Regions from separate parts of the Mus musculus genome. Here region 1 is linked to region 2. A link is a contact called in public Hi-C data. All regions are on one chromosome and are shown on one strand. The core of a region is the stretch at or near the end of the contact, and the rest is flanking DNA. Distances in the headings are between cores, read along the strand shown.

The links. Hi-C and Micro-C count contacts between places; a contact is called where the count stands out from the background.
Region 1: a Hi-C map of liver shows a contact between it and region 2, with 2.7 times the contacts expected there. The contact joins the promoter of Bbox1 here to the enhancer-like site in region 2. A contact is called at or near these places in 3 of 39 promoter capture datasets (liver and pre-B cells) and 1 of 484 Hi-C or Micro-C datasets (liver).

The regions. Positions count from the first base shown.
Region 1 is chr2:110,304,436-110,307,547 of GRCm38.p6, reverse strand. Bbox1 (butyrobetaine (gamma), 2-oxoglutarate dioxygenase 1 (gamma-butyrobetaine hydroxylase)) reads left to right here and starts at 1,823. Exons shown (of 7, transcript NM_130452.1): 1 at 1,823-2,134. The coding sequence starts at 1,916. All of the region lies in intron 1 of Gm30319 (a long non-coding RNA gene), which reads right to left.
Region 2 is chr2:108,763,352-108,766,560 of GRCm38.p6, reverse strand. No RefSeq gene overlaps it. Among named protein-coding and RNA genes, the nearest start is that of Gm39905, 120 kb to the left of the region's middle. Within about 2 kb of position 1,775, at least 38 of the 459 cell types and tissues checked have an H3K27ac peak or open chromatin away from gene starts, as enhancers often do. A contact at or near this core is called in liver, where this site is marked.

The DNA of each region.
Region 1 (3,112 bases), core at 574-3,073, 1.5 Mb before region 2:
CTGAAAATATAACTATGTCCCATATTTATACTGAAAAATCAGTATTATATTAGTAAGGAAGCAAAATAAGGTAGAATCAATACATGTAGCCCAATATCAGTCACAGATCTTTCTAGAGTAAATTAAATAAGTTTTTTTTTTCTAAGAAATAATTGAGACCATTTGATCCCAGACTTTTGTTTACATTGTAAACCTCTGTTTCCATTGTGGTATGGTAATCTTTGTATCTTGTAATACCACATGTACAAAAGAAGATATTGTTACATATGAGTGCTAACTTTTGCTCAATGCCCAAGCAAGTGAAAGAGTACTGCTTTCTGAATCAAGCATCACATGATACCACTGTGCTAAAGAAAGCGTGAACAAATTTATAAAGGACAGCCACACTACTGTTCTTGGCCAAAAATGTCCCATCGACCACTTTTATGCACACCATGGGCTAAGAATATTTGTTATATTTTGAATGGAATTTTAAAATTAAGACTACAAATGAGAAATTATATATGCTCTACAAACCTAATAGCCTAGAAGTCCTTTTGTAAAGATTATTTGGTGACCCCTGACAGATTTTTTTAAAATAGTGCTATTTCTCTCTTTTGTCAAAGGATTTATTTTGTTTTTAATTATGTGTATATATGTATGCCTACGTGTAGGTTTGAGTAGGTGACAGCAGTTTGCCAAAAGTCTTTGCTTTGCTTGGTCGGTCCCTGGTGCTGTTTCAGTATCGGATACAGTGAAGGTGTGTATAAGCAGTTACTGTGCTGTGTGTCTGTCTTCCTCTCTTATCCCAAGGTAGCACTGCCTCTCTGCTCTCTTCTGTTAGAAGAGCTAGAGGTGCTAATGGTCCTATGAAAACACTTAAAGCATTCTGGTTTTTTCATGTAAACTTTATCTTTTTACTAATGTCTACTCTTTGAATATATATTGAGAACCCTAGATAAACATGAAAAGTTAAGTCTATAACATTCCCTGATTCCTGAATGTCAGGTATACGGTCACTAATGAAATAAAGAGTTGCCCAGTCTAAGTACCCTGGTGCCTTTCTTTCATGAGATTTCTTCTCCTGTAACTACTGCATTGCTACAAATTTGATGGATTTTGTAATAAAAAGGAGCCATACATTCCAATCAGAATATAGATTCATAAAGCTCCCCCCATAAACATTCCAGATAAAGTAAGACATTCCAAACAAGCAAAGGCAGAAAACAAACCCAGTAAGCTTTTAAAGGACTTTGGTATTTTTATATTCCAGTGAGAAATATACTGTGCAAGTAAAAAGTAAAACTAGAACAGAAATAGTACCATGTTCTAAGTCGCATTACCCTTTAAGCAAACTAATTGCATTAATATTCCCTTGATGGTAATTATGAATCATTGAAGCAGTTTTTGTTTCAAAAGCCAGATGCCTCTGTCATTGGTTAAAACAACAGAGGCATTTTGTGAGCTGGGACTGAAGTTCAACGGTAGAATGCCTGTCTCACGTGTTTAAAGTCCTGGGCTCACTAAAACACCAAAACAGAGAGGCAAACTTAACATTTTCCATTTGCGTAGCGGTTTTCCCACAGTGTTTATGCAAATGTGATTATATCACTGTGTTTGCCCTTGTTTCTTATTTTATAATCTAAAATTTCTGTTAAAAGAACAAGGAATTCTCTTGATTTGGATTTGATGTGGCATTTTTATCTTACAGCTAGTCACTGTGCTTCTGTTTACAACATGTGAAATACTCTAATCAGAACAAAGGTCCCGGCATGGGGCGAACTGTAGGCTCACACTGCTGAGTGGTAGGCAGAGGCCAGAGTCCACTTGCAGTATTGTAGAGATCAGGTTCAGGTACAATCTGCCAGCCTACTATAATTAACACTGATTTGTCCTAGCAGGTGGCTGATAGGATTTATCACCAAAGACCAGAAACATGCACTGTGCCATCCTAAAGGCAGAAGCAGTGGATGGGGCTCATTTGATGCAGATCTTTTGGCACGATGGGGCAGAGTCCCTCTACCCAGCAGTATGGCTGAGAGACAACTGTCAGTGTTCAGACTGCTACCTACATTCTGCAAAAGCTCGGAAACTTCTCCTGGAAGCTCTTGATGTAAACATTAGAATCGATGATTTGACATTTGACCGGAAAAAGGTAATTACGTCTAAATGCTCTTCCCCTTCTCTGTTGAGTTAGATCAAGGGGTTAGTCTATAGTAATTTAAGTAACTCTTTTTTAACTTCTCATATATAGAGGAAACCCTCCATGGACATGGTTGTACATTGTTTGATAGGGTAGGAATATTCAGTGGAAAAATCTACTGTTGTTATCACTACTACAACATTTTATATTTTTATTTTTAATAGGCTTACTTTTTATTTTAAATGAAATTTCATTACATCACCTTTTCTTTCTTTTTTCCTTCATCCAACTCATTCCATATTCTCCTCACTCCCTCTCAAAGTAGTGGTCAATTTCCCTTTAATATTGTTACATATACACATAAATAAACATATAAATATAGCCTACTGATATATTCTGGTTTCTCTTCAGAATGTATGATATTTTGATTTTAAAACTACTACCATCTTAATACCATATGCAAATTTCCATTTTTTATTCTTTTAGGGGGAAGCAGGCTTGAAACACAATCATGCAATTTATACCATGAAAATGGTGCATCTGGCACTCAGTTTGCTGCTCTATAAAGCTAGAAAAGTACAGAATTTGTCCACAGAAATGCCAAACGTTTGAGAGGCTCTGCCAGACCCAGACGAATACAGATGTGGATATATACAGCCAAACATTGGACTGAGTGTGGGGACCCCAATGGGGAAGTTAGAGCAAGGACTGTAGGAGCTGAAAGGGTTTGCAACCCCATAGGAAAAATAACAATATCAACCAACCAGATGACCCCCCCCAAAGCTCCCAGGGACTAAACCACCAACCAAACAATACACAGTAGGTACCCATGGCTCCAGCTGGATATGTAGCAGAGGACTGCCTTATCTTGTATCACTGAGAATGTAGGCCCTTGGTCCTGTGTAGGCTTGATGACCCAGGCCGCTGAGACAGGAGTGGATGGGGGGGGGAGCACCCTCATAGAGGCAGGGGAAGGGAGGAGGGGATAGA
Region 2 (3,209 bases), core at 526-3,025:
CATGCAACATGATTGCTTCCTTTCATAAGTTCTTATTTTCTGACAAACACACTGAATGTAATTTCTAAACTACAATCTCTCTGAGAGTGGAGATCTAGACCTTGCTTGCCTTTGAAGTGCCAAAGACTGTTCATTTGTCCAACATACATATCTATTGCACTGTGTGTACTCCCCGTGATATACAGAATATGTATATTTGCCAAACAAACAGAGACCATAGTTAATTCTCTCCCTGAAAGGACACACACTGCTGTATAAGTTAAGTGGCCTGTGTCTTAATCTCATGTAAATGAGACAGACAACTTAGCATAGTAGTTCATGCCTGTAATCTTGTCATGTGGAAAGTGGAAGCAGGAGCATTGTTATTTCAAAGCCATAGGTTTTGAATAGGTTTGCATAGGAGATTCTCCCCCCTAAATGAACCTAAAATCAAAGAAACAGGTCTGAAACTGATAAAGCTTAGACCAGAAGTGGTACTTAACACTAACTCAGGGGCTCTGGAGTAGCTTGCAGATTCTGAGCTAGTTGCAGATGGAAGAAGATCTAGATAGATAACATATGATAGACGGTCATGGAGAAGGTCATATTTTCCAGCACCTGATCCAGTCTATCAGATGTCATTTGGATGATGGTAAAGTGATAGCTTACCAATGATACACCTGTGTTTTAGGGTCAGGAGAAGCTGATTACTGTAGGAACTTTTCCACAGGTGAATAAGTCATTTTGATTTATACACTCCTCTGTTGAGTGACTCTGGATATCTCAGCCACAAATAGAACTGAGTCTCCTGCTATGCCTTTGGAGAAGGTATATAAAGAGTAGCACAGCATAGATCGTGACCTTTAAAACCAATCTGGGGAGCATTTTAGTTTGCTGTCTATTACTTTGATAAACATCAAACAATATGGTGACCAGATGCTTTATTTTATCTTAGAGCTTCCAGTCCATTACGAGAAAGCCAGTATAGAAAATTCAGGCAGGAACCTGGAAGTAGAAACTGAAGCAGAGGCCATTGAGGAGTTGTACTTATTGGTATGCTCTGTTTGATTTCTGATACATATCAGAGTCTCTGGCTAGGATTGGTTCTACCCACAGTGGGATGAGCCCTCCTACATCTGTCATCAATAAAGAGAATGTTCTCCCAGACATGGCTATAGGCCAGTCTGATGGAGGCATTTTCTCAACTGAGGATTCTTCTTCCCAGATGAACCTAGCTTATGTCAAGTTGACAAAAACATTAACCAGCATAACTGGTTATGCTCAAGGCATGCTTTCATGGTTAAATAACAAAAAGCATGATGTCTTAGGCAGCTTGTGGTCAGTACTTAGTACTGATGAGTTGTTTTGGTTACACAGAGAGAATACTGTATGCTGAGAGTCTGGGAAGATTTAATGGAAGTGGTGGCTCTAGTGTAGCACTCAGGAGAGGGTACTGTTTGTCCTGACTTGTGTTGCCCAGAGCCTGGGATGCTCTCAGCCTTCTCAAGGGCACATGTATAATCTCTTCAGCTACTTTTCACCTTGCACTCTGTAGCCAGGGACAGTCTGCTGCTCTCTTTCCTGGAAGTTGCATTGCATCACTGTGTGGGCTCGAGTTGTTAGTCTTCCTCTCCCCATCATCCAAGAAATATAGCTACTTGGCACAGTGGCTCGATGAATAATGTGGTACAAAACCATCACTTCCTCAGCAGAATGCGGTCCACTCACTTATGCCAAGTTGTCTCTCCTCTGGGTCCCCAGGAGGCCATAGAATTGACTGCACAGCAGGCTGGGTCTACCTGAAAGTGAAAGTGAATTCCTGTGGCAAGAAAAGAGCATGGGGCAGCATATGCTGGCGATCATCTGTTCATGCTTATTTTTTCTTCTTTGCTGCAATGAGACCTGTTCTCAGCTCTGCAGGAGACAGGAGCTCAGGTTCTCTCCCATCTTTTGGAGAAAATATTTATCATCTTTCAGGTGGAATAATTTTTCAAGTTACCATACAGTTATCATACAGTCAGCAGACACTTATTAGGCATTGATCTCATGCCAAACCCTGTGTCAGATGCTAGTGAGACGACACTGAATAAGATACATCTCCCGTCTTTTTGGGATTTCGTGTGTATGTAGCAAAGAGACAAATTAAGCTAGGCAATTATAATTCAGTGATAAGTGCTAGGACAGATATATGCACAAGATGCTCATCCTTTACTCTGAAGGATTATATATCACAGTACTTGCATGAGGTGTAACAGGAAAACCTTCCAAATACATAACTATTAGAGTAGAATTATAAGCACAAGTAGAAATGCTATGGGGAGATAGATAGGGAAAGAGGAAATAGTGGGAAAATTACACCAAGATGGTCAAATTAATGAGGTTATAGCTCATTCAAAGAGTGATTTGTTGTTGTTTTTGTTTAGTGTAGCTAGAAAGAAGAGTGCAGGTAATGGGTATAGTTAGCAATAAAGGCAGAAAGGTATGAATTTTAGGTTTTCTACTGTTCACAAATAGGGAGCTATGGGAAAACTTCAGGGCAGTTAGGAATCTGAACCTATACAAACGGACTTATAGCCACTTGTGATATAAGGTAGAGATTGAGTTACCATTCTGATGTGGTACTGGAGACAAACTTCTGGAGATGTCTGTGGGAAAAATGCTGATGATTAATTCTAGTGAAATAGTTGATAGATGAGATAGAGCTATCCCTATTGGCTGGCAGAGTTAGGGATGGCTTCGTACAAACAGCAGTTCCTCACGACATTGTAGAGGTAGTGGGAAATCTGATGATAAATATATTATGTAAGAAAGACACATGATCATGATAAAAATGCTGTTACAATAACAGAAAACACAAACAAAACTCAGAAACAGAAAATAAGATTTTACACAAATAACCGAACCATCTTCACTTGTGACCTTATTCAGGTCATACATATTCTCAAGGACCACGTTTCCATTGTTATCTCTAAAAATTTAGTGTCATTATTAGGATTAGCATGATGTTCCTAACATTGTATGAGAACCTTTTCTCATTAAAAGATTTGATTTCTATACTTGGTCAAATTATAGTCTCAGAAACTGTCAGGTAGAATATTATTCATTCTTGGACTAGCCATTGTGATTTAAAAACAAAACAAAACAAAACAAAACAAAACAACAACAACAACAGCAACAACAACAACATCAACACCAAACCTGCACATATCTGGTTTGGCCTACTCCATGTC